3 separate regions of the Mus musculus genome follow, and regions 2 and 3 are each linked to region 1. Evidence: chromatin contacts called from public Hi-C and HiChIP or PLAC-seq data. All regions are on one chromosome and are shown on one strand. Each heading gives the region's core, a stretch centred on a gene start, on an enhancer-like site or on the middle of the called end of the contact. The rest is flanking DNA. Distances are from core to core; before and after follow the strand shown.

What was found. A called contact is a pair of places that touch in the nucleus more often than the background predicts. HiChIP or PLAC-seq counts read pairs in DNA pulled down with a chosen protein or histone mark.
Region 2: a FOXA1 HiChIP or PLAC-seq map of pancreatic cancer cells shows a contact between it and region 1. The contact joins two enhancer-like sites. A contact is called at or near these places in 5 of 484 Hi-C or Micro-C datasets (all in embryonic stem cells), 2 of 115 datasets of contacts at active chromatin or transcription factors (large pre-B cells and pancreatic cancer cells) and 2 of 9 other capture datasets (adipose tissue and liver).
Region 3: a Hi-C map of the N1E-115 cell line shows a contact between it and region 1, with 6 times the contacts expected there. The contact joins two enhancer-like sites. A contact is called at or near these places in 1 of 15 datasets of contacts at CTCF or cohesin (CD8 T cells), 15 of 484 Hi-C or Micro-C datasets (B cells, the G1E-ER4 cell line, the N1E-115 cell line and 3 more), 10 of 115 datasets of contacts at active chromatin or transcription factors (bone marrow-derived macrophages, embryonic basal ganglia, embryonic stem cells and 3 more) and 2 of 9 other capture datasets (adipose tissue and embryonic stem cells).

The regions. Positions count from the first base shown.
Region 1 is chr17:12,294,480-12,299,008 of GRCm38.p6, forward strand. All of the region lies in intron 1 of Map3k4 (mitogen-activated protein kinase kinase kinase 4), which reads right to left. Among named protein-coding and RNA genes, the nearest start is that of Map3k4, 22 kb to the right of the region's middle. Within about 2 kb of position 3,147, at least 58 of the 459 cell types and tissues checked have an H3K27ac peak or open chromatin away from gene starts, as enhancers often do. A contact at or near this core is called in the N1E-115 cell line, pancreatic cancer cells and trophoblast stem cells, where this site is marked.
Region 2 is chr17:12,092,257-12,097,153 of GRCm38.p6, forward strand. No RefSeq gene overlaps it. Among named protein-coding and RNA genes, the nearest start is that of Agpat4, 25 kb to the right of the region's middle. Within about 2 kb of position 2,770, at least 91 of the 459 cell types and tissues checked have an H3K27ac peak or open chromatin away from gene starts, as enhancers often do. A contact at or near this core is called in pancreatic cancer cells, where this site is marked.
Region 3 is chr17:12,043,560-12,048,484 of GRCm38.p6, forward strand. The region is part of intron 10 of Prkn (parkin RBR E3 ubiquitin protein ligase); the gene reads left to right. Among named protein-coding and RNA genes, the nearest start is that of Gm46604, 15 kb to the left of the region's middle. Within about 2 kb of position 2,797, at least 61 of the 459 cell types and tissues checked have an H3K27ac peak or open chromatin away from gene starts, as enhancers often do. A contact at or near this core is called in the N1E-115 cell line and trophoblast stem cells, where this site is marked.

The DNA of each region.
Region 1 (4,529 bases), core at 1,897-4,396:
ATTTTTAAGACGTTGTTTTTTGCTAGTCATTTCTGTTTTGTTACATGGGCTTAATTCCAACTTGTCTGCAGTTGAAAGTACACACTGACTGCCTGCCGCACACCCATAGTATGTGCGCAGTGTCTAATTACAGGTCAGCTCCTTGGGGCAATACTAGACTCAGCGAGTTCAGCACTGACCTGACTACACAGGACTGAGTTGGAAAAGTACAGCACCAGACAGAGGAGCTGCTGCTCCAGTCTTTGACTTCAAGACCAAGCTATGGCGAGGCACGCACATGCCTTTCATCTTAGCATTTCAGGAGGAAGAGGCAGGTGGATCTCTGTGAATTCACGGCCTACTAGCACGTTAGCACACACCCACGAGAGTTTAGGACGGAGTTGAGGCAAGTCATAGAAACACACAGCCAGAGCAGAACCAGGCGGAAAACAAAGGTTCTCCAAAGAATCCTTCAACGGAAACGCCAAAGCTCTGACCAGAAGTGGCTGAGACCAGGAGTGCTGAGACGAACAACAGCCTGTGGGAAGGACCTGAGCAGAGGAGAGTAGCGCCTCCTTTGAGACACTGCAAGGGGCTGGGACATTACAGCCAAGAAAACCAGGGCACCTGAGGCCATGCACAGGAGACAGAGGCTTGTGAGCCTGTCTCCACAGGCCTCAGCCAACCACTACTCTAGCAGGTAAGATAGGCAAACTGGTACACACCTGTCCAACACGACTGCGATTTTATTATTTCCATGTGAGGCTTCCCATCTCTAGTCACACGTCTCTTCAACACTGGGGTACATTCCAGCAGGTCAGCCACCAGACATGACCTGATGCAGTCAGCAATCTCAGCACACAGGTGGCAGAGATGGCAAAACTTGGTGCAATAGCACACTGTTCTAACAAGTAACAGTGCCCACACACACACACACACACACACACACACACCAGTAAAGAGCAGTAAACGTACCAACCAGAAACGTGTTTATTATCACTTTCAAGTGTGTATACTCTGTGTGATTTATGTGCTAGATTTCTAACAGCTGGCAGTACAGAAGGACAACCTAACCATGAGAGCGGCACACCAGCGGTGACCCGCCACGCAAAAGGAGGTCTGCAGCTCCATTATACCCTCATGGGACCTCAATGTTTCAGAGTCATCACGTATGAACGGTGGCCCTCAAAGCCAGCCCAAATTCTACTTGAGAGAATGACCCCTAAGGAACTGTGAAAGACTTAAGCACATAAGCTGCCTCCTAAGACGTAAAAGAAAATGGAGACACCACAAAAGAAATGGAGACACACATGTAAGACTTACCTCATAAAGAAAAGAACAACTTTTTATAAATAAAAAATGGAATAAACTGAGGAGGGTTTTAAGCAGAGGTTCAAGGCTTCCAGATAAAAATACACAAGGTTTTTGTTTGTTTCTTTCTTTGTTTTTGTTCTTGTTTTTCAAAACAGGGTTTCTCTGTACAGCTCTGGCTGTCCTGGAACTCACTGTAGACCAGGCTGACCTGGAACTCAGAAATCCACCTGCCTCTGCCCCTCAGTGCTGGGATTAAAGGCGTGCGCCACTTATCTTTAATTGTGTTGTTCTCCCAACCAAGGCCAGCATGGAACTTACTGGCAATAGAGATCTTGAGGCCCTGTACGTTCCAGGCGTAAAAATCACAGGCAGGGGGCTGGTGAGATGGCTCAGTGGTTAAAAGCTCTGAGGTCCCAAGTTCAAATCTCAGCAACCACATGGTGGCTCACAACCATCCGTAACAAAATCTGATGCCCTCTTCTGGAGTGTCTGAGGACAGCTACAGTGTACTTACATATAATAAATAAATAAATCTTTAAAAAAAAAATCACAGGCAGCTTCTAAGAGAATTTTCAATATGCAACCAACATGTACACATGAAGGTAGTGCATGAAGCACTCGTGGCTCCCTGGCTCGCCTGTGAGGCTCCTGAAACCCAGCACAAGCCCCTCACCAGCACCTGTGCACTCTCCGCCTCTACTCCAGGTCTCATCACACTCTCAGTCTATGGCCCCCAACAGGTTAACAGGCACTGATGGACGTAATATTAGCAGATACCAGATGCAAAAGGAACTCAAACGTGATGCTCACCCAATGGCTATAACACACATGCATACACATGCACACATTTCATACTTGAAAAAATCACGTAAAAGTTAAAGGGTTTCCTAAATCAGGTAATTTTCAATATTTTATGACACTGTCTGAGATGGGGTAGTCCTCCCTACATACCAGAAAAAAAAATACAAATTAAGGAATTTAGCACTGAACTAAGTAACCATTAGTTTAAGGATAATTACAATTCTTCCAAGGCTATGACTAAGCATAATAAAGCCTTTGTAAGGAAAGATTTTTAAGGACACCTAAGAAAAACTGATTTGGTGAAGAATCAAAGGAAGTTGGTTCTGTCAGAGCTCCTGGGGTACGAACACAGGAAGAGAGCTACTATAAATGGGGCATAAGGAGAAAGCCGCTGACGTCACTCACAGGACTGACAACCACTGAACACAGAGTACACAGTGACTTTACAGTGACAGGCTTGTGCTGTGGGATTCCTGTGCTGCGTGAAGCCTGCGTGTGCAGCCTGAGTGTGCAGCTTGAGTGTGAAGGCTGTGTGTGAAGCCTGCGTGTGCATCCTGCGTGTAAAGCCTGCATGTACAGCCTGAGTGTGCAGCTTGCGTGTGAAGCCTGTGTGTACAGACTGCATGTGAAGCCATTACTTAAAATGCTTCTCTCTGCCACTAGTCTTTCCTGCACCTGTGTGCCCATGCCATCCGTGTCTGGAACTCAGCTGCCTGTGCCACCTGAGCCTGGTGCTCTGTGCCTCCTGGGTGCTCTCTCTGCGCCACTTCAGCATTGTCTGCTGCTATGCTCCCACGTTCACAGCCTAGTGTCCACCTCTCTGAGCATCCCGCTCTGGCTGTCACCCAAGAGGCTGTCACCTTTCATCCCAGGTCACTCGCGCTACAAGAATCTCCTTGTGTATTTTAGGTATCTAAAGCTGACTTTCTATGGAACAGCACTTCTGGCTGCCGCCGTGGCTGTTTACATTTCTGGGATTGTCACTGCTGAGTGCAGATTTACCCTGGGTGTGAGTCATATTTTCCTGCTTCCTGGAATGACTAGTTTTATGTTTCTGTTTTGTTTTGTTCTGTTCTGTTTTGGAAGGTCTTATTATGTAGCCCAAGATGAGCCTCCTGCCTCAGCCTCCTCAATGCTGGAATCACAGCCATGTACTGTAACTGGTCATTTTTATTGGATACTGATGTCATAAAGTTAATATTGTTACTTGGACTTTGCCGTCATGCTTTAGGATCTGGGGTGAAGGGTAGACTGCTGTAATTTATTTCTAACTCCCTGCAACCCTCATGCCTCCTCTCAAGTATGCTGAAGGCAATGGCACAGAAAAGCAGAGAAGCCTTTCTCTAGGCTAGTCTGGCCCTGCTGCTAAGCCAGGAACGCCAACTCTCTCCTGAGTGCCCTAAGAAAGACTTCAGCATCACGCTGGCCTTCCGGCTGGCTCTGCAGATTCTCCTCGAACAGCAGCAGCACTTCTGTGCCTGGCTCTGCCTGATCTTGAGTAGTGTGTGCCCTAAACACATGTGTCTGTGGCTGCAGAGCCCAGAGGCCTGACAGACAGCAGGCGCCTGCAGCCTTTTCTGTAGTCTTCCTCTCAAGGACTCTCCCTCAACCTCTAACTGCCTCAGCTCCAAAGTTCAACCTGCCTCTCCACCCTGCTGCCTGGGGCTGCCTCTGTGCACCTCAGCCTGACAAGCTATCCAGGAAGAAAGAGGCTCCTCTGCCTGCCTCCTGTCTCAGGACTTAGGGTCACACTGCCTGGCACTCAGTGTCACAGGCAGGCACTCTACACTTAACCTTTATTCTACCTTTCTTGGCTTTGTTTACTGTTATCACTAAAAGGAAGTACATCCATATTTTTATAACCCAAAAAGTTGTTCTTTTGATCTGTTTTTTTTTTTTGGGGGGGGAGAATTGGGGTGTGATTTTTTGTTTTGGGTTTTTGTTTTGTTTTGGTTTTTTGGTGTTAGAAAGTGAAATAACACTACTTAATTTACAACATGTATGGGAAAAGCAATACTTGACAAAGAGTCAAACTACAACAAATCTAAACACTTCATTTATAACAGGGAAGATAGATAGATAGATAGATAGATAGATAGATAGATAGATGGATTCCTTTAGGGAAAAAACAGATGGGAAATTCTATTAAAAAAATAAATTGATACAAAAGAAAAAAATTACCTGGTTTTAAAAGTGAAAATATTTACAGATAGTCAAATTCAACATATTTGTTGGTATCAATTAACCTCATCTGGTTCTGGCCCCAGTTTCATATAATGCATGAGAGCACAAAGATTCTTGTAAGACTTAGCTTTAAGGAAGATTGTAAAATATCTAAAAGAATTAATAGGAAAACTGACATCACTTAAAACACCAAACTACACAAAAGTGACATTATTTCTCAGATACAGATGGTTCTCCTATCTGAAACTTTG
Region 2 (4,897 bases), core at 1,520-4,019, 200 kb before region 1:
AATATTTTTAATTGAAATAGAATTACATCTCTTTCTCCCATTCCTCCCTCCAGGCCTTCCCAGAGACCCTCTCTCTCCCCTCACTCTCATCAAGAGCCTTTGTGGTTTTTTTCCTTGATTATATGTATTAAATATATGTGTGTATAAATATACATACATGAAACCTGATGAGTCTGGTTTTGTTGTGCTGGTGCATATGGTTTCAAGACTGACCACTCCGCACTGGACAGCCAATAAGTAGGCTTATCCCTGGGCGAAAGGGTAATTCTCCTTCTTCCAGCAGCCAATAGTTCTTTGTTTAGGGGGCAGGACTCGTGAACTATTCTGCCTTCTTTATGAACTGTCTCTTGATAGTGCCATTGCTCCAGTCTTGTCTATGCAGCCGTTTCTAGGAGAGCCTGTTTCACAAGAGATATCTAGGTACCCTGGCTCCTACGGTCTTTTTTAAAGCCACAATTCTGTACCTGTACAGGACTCTAGGAGAAAGGAATCACAAAGGATAATCTCTGGTTCCCTAGACCTCCTCTAAAATCCAGGCAACATTGTTACTCTGAGCTCATTTGGTGCCCAAAGTATCCCAGTTATCCTAGTAAGATAAATAAGAAAGCAGGAGGGTGTGGCTTTGCTGGGGTGGGAACCAAGAAAGAAGAAAGGAGGGCCTGCCTGCAGGGCTGAGGGATAGGGATGCAGAGAGGCAGTGCTCCCTCCACAGCCAGCATGGGCAGACAATCTGGGAGGTGGGAAGGAGGAGACATCTCCCAGTCAGAAGGATAAGAGAGGTAAGGACCCAGTTCTGGGCCAGGAAAGCAATGGCAGATGCTAAGCATCCAGGAAGCCTTATGGCTGGACACAGTGCCAGCTCAGTCCCCTCTGTCCCTTCAAGGACCTTTGTTCTCTTCAGGCACAGAGCGTGTGTGTGTGTGTGTGTGTGTGTGTGTGTGTGCCTTGCTCTATTGAATTTTAATCACATCTTAATACCCAGGTGACTGTCTTGTTGTTCGAGGAGAGGCATGGAGCTAAAGACAAGTTTGAGCACAGATGGTCACTGCCAGCCCCAGGACGCCCCCTGCATGGCCTTCTACTGCCCTGGGCCCTCTGCGTTGTAGACTGGGGACCACCTACAGGCTTCTACTCCTTCTGCCCCTATAGGCCTAGCAGACAGTTTCCAGAGCTCAGGGCAGAATTCATCCCTGCCTTCCCTAGGGTGATGTGGGTAGAGTGAGGGCCCGTCACGCACTGCTTATCCACATGCTGCTTTTGGGAACTATTCCAAGACCTATGATAATTTTTTCAAAATGTCTCATACACACATACACAGGTATACACAAACACATACATACACATATATATACATACACATAAACACACATATACATAGCTTTAAAAGTTTGCTCAATTGGAAAGAAGAATAAAACTATTATGAAATTTGCAGGAGAACAGGTAGACCTGGGAAGTAGCTTATTAAGCGACGTGGCCCAGACTCCAAAAGAGAAGACTCGCACACTCCTTCACATATGCTGTAGTGGTTTGTATGTGTTTGGCCCAGGGAATAGCACTGTTAGAAGGTGTGGCAGGAAGTTGTTGGAGGAAGTATGTCATTGTGGGTGTGGGTTTTAAGACCCTCATCCTAGCTCCCTGGAAGCCAGTCTTCTATTGGCCTTCAGATGAAGATGTAGAACTCTCAGCTCCTCCTGGGCCATGCCTGCCTGGATGCTGCCATGCTTCCACCTTGATGATAATGGACTGAACCTCTGAAACTGTAAGCCAGCCCTAATTAAATGTTGTCCTTACAAGAGTTGCCTTGGTCATGGTGTCTGTTCTCAGCAGCAAAACCTTAACTAAGACATATGTAGATCCTAACTTTTATTGTTATAGATATGTAAAAAGGGTGTGTGTGTGTCTGACAGGGGTATAGACTATGGAACTAGCAAGGAGTCCTCAAGAGGGAAACAGGAGGTGTTGAGGAAGTGGGTGTGGCCACAAAAAGTCACATGTGATGGAAGCAGGAAGTTACAAGGGGGAAGGAGGAAATGAGAGAAGCAGGGAAACAAACAAACACAAATTTGTTTGGAAAGTGCCATAATGAGACCCAGTAGTAAGAAAAAACTTTTTGAGAAGTCAGTTGTCTGTGTAAGGGCCAATTGCGCATTAAAAGAATACATAAAAGGCCCTGGAATCATCACTGTGACTGTCCTCAAAGCCTGATTTGCTGTAAGCCGAGCCATGAATAAGATTATCATGGACTGAGCCATGTTTCAACAATTAGAAGCTCTGGGAGTCACTGTATTTGGGGAAATGGCCTTTGAAGAGGTAAAAGTGTGGCACTAGGGTACACCCTAAACATCATGATTAGTGGCCCACTAAGAGGTTATAACGTTGACAGGCACAGAAAAGGAACCTTCTTGGTGACACAAGATGAGCCATTTGTAAGCCAGGGGATGTCCCCCCTAGCAGACACCTTGCTCTTGAGTATATTCCCTCAGGCCAGAAAAGTACAATTTGGTTATTTCAGTCCCTAACTTGGTGGCCAGATCTAAGAGTGAAGTAGTGAGGGAGAGAAGTTGGGGTTCTCTCAAGGGAGGGTGCCATAACTGCCCCAGGAACTGACCAGTGACAGCCAGGCAGAGAATAGAGCTGGGTTCATATGGAAAGGCTCCTCTGAGCCCACTGTAGTAATGGTAGCAGCTGCAAGCCCCAGCTGAGTGCAACCTTACTCCAGCCTCCCATGTACATAAGCAAGTCTTGGGCAACTGTGGAGACAGAGACGCAGAGGTCAGAGAACAGGGTATGTAACCACTCTGTCAAGAGCTGTCTGGACTGTCAGCATCCACACAGCATGCGTGAGTCTCAGATGTGGAAATCAGAGCACGACCAAAGGTGAAGTGGGGTCTCCCGATCAGGCCCCTCCAAATTCACATCCCATCCTCGCCCTCTTGCCACCCCCTAAACTCCTCTAGCCCTGCTTCTGGAATATGAAAACCCAGAGCTAAGTAGTCTCTGAGGTTCCTTTTTGTACTAAAATTCTATGGTTTTGATTCATAATGGTGACTCATGCTGAGTCAACAGGGAAAAGGTTAGAGTGTGTTCTGCAAATTCCGCTCAAGAAAACAGGCAAGCATGCACTCCATTGTACAAACGCTTCGGAGCTGAAAACTGCTTTGTTGTTGATCCAAGGAACACTTAGATCCTGGGAGAACTGACTTCAGCTGGGCTGGTCCCTGTGCAGTACTCACAGAATTGACTGCAAGCCAGGCTGCCTCTGCAGAGCCCTCTGCTCAGTGCCATGAGACTACCTACCGTAGGCTTCAACAATCAGACAATGCTGTTGGTATGAAAAAGCAGATGACGTTAGTGTACAATAGCATTTAAATGTGGCTTCTGTAGCAGTACTTTTTCTTAAAAAAAAAAAAAGAAAGAAAGAAAAGAAAAAGAAAAGAAAAGAAAAGAAAGAACAGAAAGAAAAAAAAAACCTGAAAAAAATACATCTGCAAGAAAGAATGGTTTACTTTGGCTCATAGTCTAGCAGTCCAGTCCAGTAGAGTGGAGGAGGCAAGATGGCAGGCAAGAGTGGGGCAGCTGGTTACATTGTATCCACAGTCAGGAAGCAGAGGTAGAGAGATGAAAGCTGATATTCAGCTTGAGTTCTTGTTCTTATTCAGTCTGGGCCCCCAGCTCATGGAACAGAGTTGCCCACTGTCTTAGGGTTTTACTGCTGTGAACAGACACCATGACCAAGGCAAGTCTTATAAAAAACAACATTTAATTGGGGCTGGCTTACAGGTTCAGAGGTTCAGTCCATTATCATCAAGGTGGGAGCATGGCAGCATCCAGGCAGGCATGGTGCAAGAGGAGCTGAGAGTTCTACATCTTCATCTAAAGGCCAATAGGAGAAGACTGGCTTCCAGGGAGCTAGGATGAGGGTCTTAAAGCTCACACCCACAATGACAAGGCCACACCTTCTAATAGTGCTATTCCCTGGGCCAAGCATATACAAACTGACACACCCACATTCAGGTAAATCCTATCACCTCAGCCCAATCCAGAGCGTCCCTCCAGACCCTGGTGACTTGTCCCCTAGGTGACTGTATTAGTCTGGGTTCTCTAGAGTCACAGAACTTATGGAATGTCTCTCTATATTAAGGGAATTTATTATGATGACTTACAGTCTATAGTCCAACTAACCCAACAATGGACAGCTGTGGATGGGAAGTCCAAGAATCTAGTAGTTGCTCAGTCCCACAAGGCTAGTTGTTTCAGCTGGTCTTGTGTAGAGGTAGGTTCCAACAGATGTGCTGGCAAGTCAATGCAAGCAGAGAAGAAGAGTGAATCTTTCTTTTGCCAATGTCCTTAGGTAGGTCTCCAGCAGAAGGTGTGGCCCAGGTTAAAGGTGTTTTCCACCATGCTGGATCTGGAACTTGCTTTGTCCCAGGCTGACCTTTAACTCAGAGATCTCTTTGCCTCAGTCTCCTGGGATTAAAGTCCTGTACTAACTTTCCTGGGCCTAAGCTTTTCATGGCCACTATGCCACAAGATCTCCATGCCAAGATCTAGGTCAGCAACTTGTGTTTTCCAGCCACAAGGTCTGGATCACAGGTGTGCCCTCCAATTCTGGATTGTAGTTCATTCTAGATATAGTCAAGTTGACAACTAGGAATAGCCATTACAGTGATCCTAGCTCTTGTCAAGTTGACACAATATTAACCATCACTACATTCCTATGTAGCTCCAGCTTTCCTTCCGAATGGGGCTATGTGTGAAAATAAGTTGTGAATCTATAACACAGCTGTTATAGACATTGTCTTTCTTGAGAACTTGGTGGTTTCCAAACGTCAAGAATCATGTCTTTAAAAATCATTTCAAAATTAGAAGGATGGTGTCATGATTTGAATGTGAAATG
Region 3 (4,925 bases), core at 1,547-4,046, 250 kb before region 1:
TCAGTACAAGTTAGAGTTATCGGAGAGGAATGAAGGACCACGGAGAAGAAGCCTCCGTAAGACTGGTGTGTATGTATGTATGTGCTTGATTAATGATGTAGGAGGCCCCATCCCATGGGGAGCAGTGCCACCCACCCCTGCCAGTCAGGCTGAGCAAGCCATCAGGAGCAAGTCAGTAAGCAGCCCCCTCCATGGCTTCTGCATCAGCCCGTGCCTCCAGGATCCTGCCCTGTGTGAGTTCTTTTGGTTTTCATTTCATTTCATTTCGTTTTGTTTTGAGACTCGGTTTCCAGTCGGTAGCCCTGACTGTCCTGAAACTCACTCTATAGACCAGGCTGGCCTGGAACCCAGAGATCTGCCTGCCTCTGCCTCCTGAGTGCTGGGATTAAAGGCGTGCGTCACCACTGCCCCGCCCCTTTCCTCACTCTTAACTTGTTTGTTTTTATGCGAGTCCTTTGGAAATTTCTTCTCTAGGAATTTTGTCTCCTGCTACTTTGTAGGGAGTGTGTCATGGTATCTGGAGGCCTCTCTGTGTAGTGAGTGAGTGAGTGTGTGTGTGTGTGTGTGTGTGTGTGTGTAATGCTCAGTGTGTACTGACCAAAATTAGTGCCGGGCGTGGTGGCGAACGCCTTTAATCCCAGCACTCGGGAGGCAGAGGCAGGCGGATTTCTGAGTTCGAGGCCAGCCTGGTCTACAGAGTGAGTTCCAGGATAGCCAGGGCTATACAGAGAAACCCTGTCTCGAAAACAAAAACAACAAGAACAACAAAACAAAATTAGTAAGCCCCACCAGCCAAAGGATCAGGTAACCTCCTGAAATGCTGGGAGTTGTAGTTGCAAGCTTCACCGGCCCAAGCACTGGGTAACTTCATGGAATGCTGGGAGTTGTAGTTGCCAACTCCACCTGCCCAAGCCCTTCCTGGGATGCAAGGAGCTGTATTTCTTAGAAAATAACAGATCCACACGGGAAAGTACGGTGGTCTTTGCGTTTGTCCTTATAAGTGCCTGCAAAATACGTCTCTGGCCACTCTGCTGGAATTGTCCTTGTCAAAGTCCATCTTGATCAGCATTTAATAAAGCCCACTTCAAGTGGTGGAACTGGGTTTTCTCCGGCGAATCTCAGGATTAACACAGTGCTAGGGAGATGCGGGCCCCAGATACAGCTCCGGGTCCTATTCCGCAGCAACCCGAGGACGTCTTGCCAGAGAACCTGTAGCCGGGATCCTTGACCTCACCACAGAAAAGAGCTTCAGGGTACGCGAGCATCAAGCAGGGTTCGAGTTTAACAGGAAGAACGTTTCACGGAGACTTAAGCGCTGGGGTTAGTAGACAGACAGACGACAGCGAAAGGGGACCACACACCTGGGAGCAGGCGTGTGGGCTTCTCCAGAGCCAGGTCTGTTGAGGGGCCGCATGTTCTGAAGTTACACCTCAAAGGGTTGCTAAGCCTTTCTTTTTCATTACATGAGATGATGGGGTGGTTCCAAACTGGCTTGCATTACAGCTGATAAAGTAAATTCCTGGATCATTTGGGGTGCAGGGGACACTAAGATGTTTTGACTGTAAACAAAGCCTTGTTTGTGAGATTCGCGGGCTGGGGGGGGGGGGGGGTCTGGCATAGGAGTAAGGCAGTCCTTGTAGGTCACAAGGGCTCAGCCTCAGGCATGAATCGTGGTTATTTATGAAATATAAAACAAACAATTTGCTCACTAGAAAGTAAATACCTCTGCGGGAGAGGAACGTCTTTATCACCCGTCCCTTGAGCTGCCATCTGAGAAACTTCACTATACCTCCCCATGTCCTCTGAATTTTCTCTACCTTTCCAACTTGCTTTGGAATGAGAAAAGAACGTGTGGGGGGGTTGAGGGGGTTAAAAGAAGAGATGTCTGCTGAGTGACAGAGGAAGCATTGCAGTTGGAGACTGCAAGACTGGAAGACGTGGCTGGAGAAGTATAAAATAAGGAAGATATTTGTAGGTGAACACACAGACACTTAAAGTACAGTACAGGAGTGTGAATAATTTAAAATTAATCAAATTTAATTTAATAATTAATATAATTGCGAACTATAATTATAATAATTAATAGTTAATAATGATAAATAATTTAAACTTAATTTAAAAATCAAAATAATCTTAAAATTAGGAAATACAGAAAAACATAGGGAAAAACTAATTCCCCGGAAAGCTGCCCTTAGTGCCTCTTCCTCAGTGAGATCATAGTGCCCCCCTCCCCTCAGTGTCCGTCTCCACAGGGTGCTGGGGAGGACTGGGAATCTCAGCAATTCAGGCTGGTTGTGGGTGTCTCTCCAGGCAGAAGGATTTCTGAACCTAGACTACTCTCTTTCAGAATCTACCCTGCCTCGCCCAGCAACTTGCATTCTTGCCCCTGATGAATCGGGCGTTGGCCTCTCCAGGGGCAGGGTCTCTGGTTTAGGCTCTGAAGAGTTATGGAGGACCTGCCCACATGAGCAGCTCTGTGCGCCACCAGCCTCCAATTTCCCCAGCTGGCTTGGCTGGCTTGTACTTCTGCTGTGTAGCTCACCCCTGGCAATGGTGGCAATTTTCCCCTGGCAGGCTGCCTCCCATCCAGGTTTCCTGGCTACATTTTGTGCTCCACACTCTCACACCTAGCCCACTTGGATCTGCTCTGTGTGTTTGCTTTCCAGTAGCCCAGGCTGCTCCTATGAACGGTTCACTGAGGGAGAAAGTTACTTCTGATTAGCAGGGCAGCTGTGGCCTCCATCCTGGAGGAGCGGCAGTAATAGACCTCTGGATCTATTACAAGTTCCCTGGCATACAGCAAATGAATGTGGCCTGTCAGGAAGTTGGCAGGAGCTGATTGGCCTAGTGGTACAGCAACCATTGTCCTCTGTCTGCCTGTCTGTCTATGCATCCACTCAGATGCAGCTTTTAATCTGTCATCCTAGCTGCAAGTTTAAAAATATACTTTTTTTACATTTACTTACTTACTTAATTTTGTGTGTGCGAATGTTTTGCCTGACATATGCATTATATGCGTGCCTGTTACAAAGGAAGCCAGAAAAAAGTGCTGTCTCCTCTGGAACTGGATTGTAGATGGTTATGAACTATCATGTGAGTGCAGGGACTCAAACCAGGATCCTCTGGTGCTCTAAGCCGTTTCTCCAGCCCCTGAGTCTTTTCTAATGATTCTACCAGGAGAGAGATAGACAAATGGTTTAGGCATGACAAAGCAGAAATGCTTATTCCCAGTGAGAAGGTAGCTCTTGTCTTGGTTCTTCATGCTTGTATTTCTCAAATTTTGTATAATTCATGTGTATTTTGAGGTGAAGAAGTTTGGAACATTTTTTAAATATCAATCACAGTCTTGCAGCAACATCAGAAATACGAAGTTAAGAGTTTTAACTCATTATAGCCTGACTTTGTGCACTTACAAGACTGGTTTTTTAACCTGTTCAATGCAAATAAATACATATAATATAAGACAAGCAATATATAACAGCTCCTACTCTATAAAGGGGATTGCAGAAAATTTATTGTGAGTCACATATGAGTGGTCAAGGCCAGGAATGGCAATCCTGGGTGCCCTCTGTGACTTGTGCTGCTATAGAAAAGTCCGCATGTACCTTTCTAGTCGTAGGTCAAAAGTAGGTCATAGTGGCACTCCCCAGTGACCCCAGGCCTGGGGAAGTGTAGACAGGAGAATCGGGAGTACCAGGCCAGAGTTAGCTACGGAGTGAAGCCAATGTAGACTATGTGAGACCCTGTCTCAAAAACAAAAGAAAGAAATATGTGTGATGAGTCGTTTCATGGACCAGCTATGTTGGTAGAAACCTCAGATCGGCAAATTATGTTAATGTGGGAAGTCTCCGATACCATTTTCAAATGCTGTCTTACAATACGCTTAGCTCTGGGCTTGGTGAAAGTCAGTAGTCTGCTAAGAATACATTCCAAAGATTCTATCAATGTTACAGAGTTCAAATCTACGGAGGAAAGGCCACAGACTCAATTCAAGTTATAATTAAATGAATTTATTAATTACTGCCAGCGGGACCACAATCATAGTGAAGGTGCTCTGTGCACAGAGGAAAGAGCACAGTTACCTCGGTTCCTCCCCCAGACTCCCAATGCCCAGCTGAGTGAGAAACTGTGTTACTCTGTTCAGCTCAGCGTGAGGAGCTGTCCCTCCCATTCCCTGTTGCATACCAACAAGCAGGTTTTACAAAAGCTGGAGCAACCGGTAATGGTAATTCTCTCAGGAAGGTATTTACAATCCTGGGGAGGGGGCCGGGAGTCAAAGCTGCCAGGAACTCATCTTTTAGGAATTTAGAATGGGTGTGTAAAACAAAAAGGAGTTTTCTTTTAGCCATCACAACTAAATATTCATAAGTTGGGTCAGATACCGAGACCGACAACAGCCCAAGATCACTGCGGCTCTGAGTCTTCCATATTCTGTCTCTTTATAACCAAAAGGCTCTGATTAGCCTGTCAGCCTGCATAAACTCTACTATCACTGTGGCTTTGCGGGAGACCTTAAGTCCATATGTCTATAGCCAGTCACATATATTATGAAACTGTATAGGTAGCTTAATTTTTACACTATAATATATAACAGAGACACATGTGTACAGCCACCCACTTTGGGAAACAGGTTCATGCTCTCTCCTAGAACCCCAGTTCAAAACAACTAAGGGTGAATTTACTTTGTTCACAGTCTAAAGGGATGAAGTTTGCCGTCAGCTTCCTTTGTCCTTTCCCCATCTCTGCCCAGTCCAGGCCCTGGGCTCATGGGATGATATCATTCACATTCATCTTGGGCCTGCCTTCCTCAGCTAAACCTCCGTGGAAACACCCTTGTGTACATACTCAGGTGTATCTCCTAGGTGATTCTGAAGCCAGTCAAGTTGGCAGTGATGAACTGAACGGCTACTCAAATCACGGGGCCT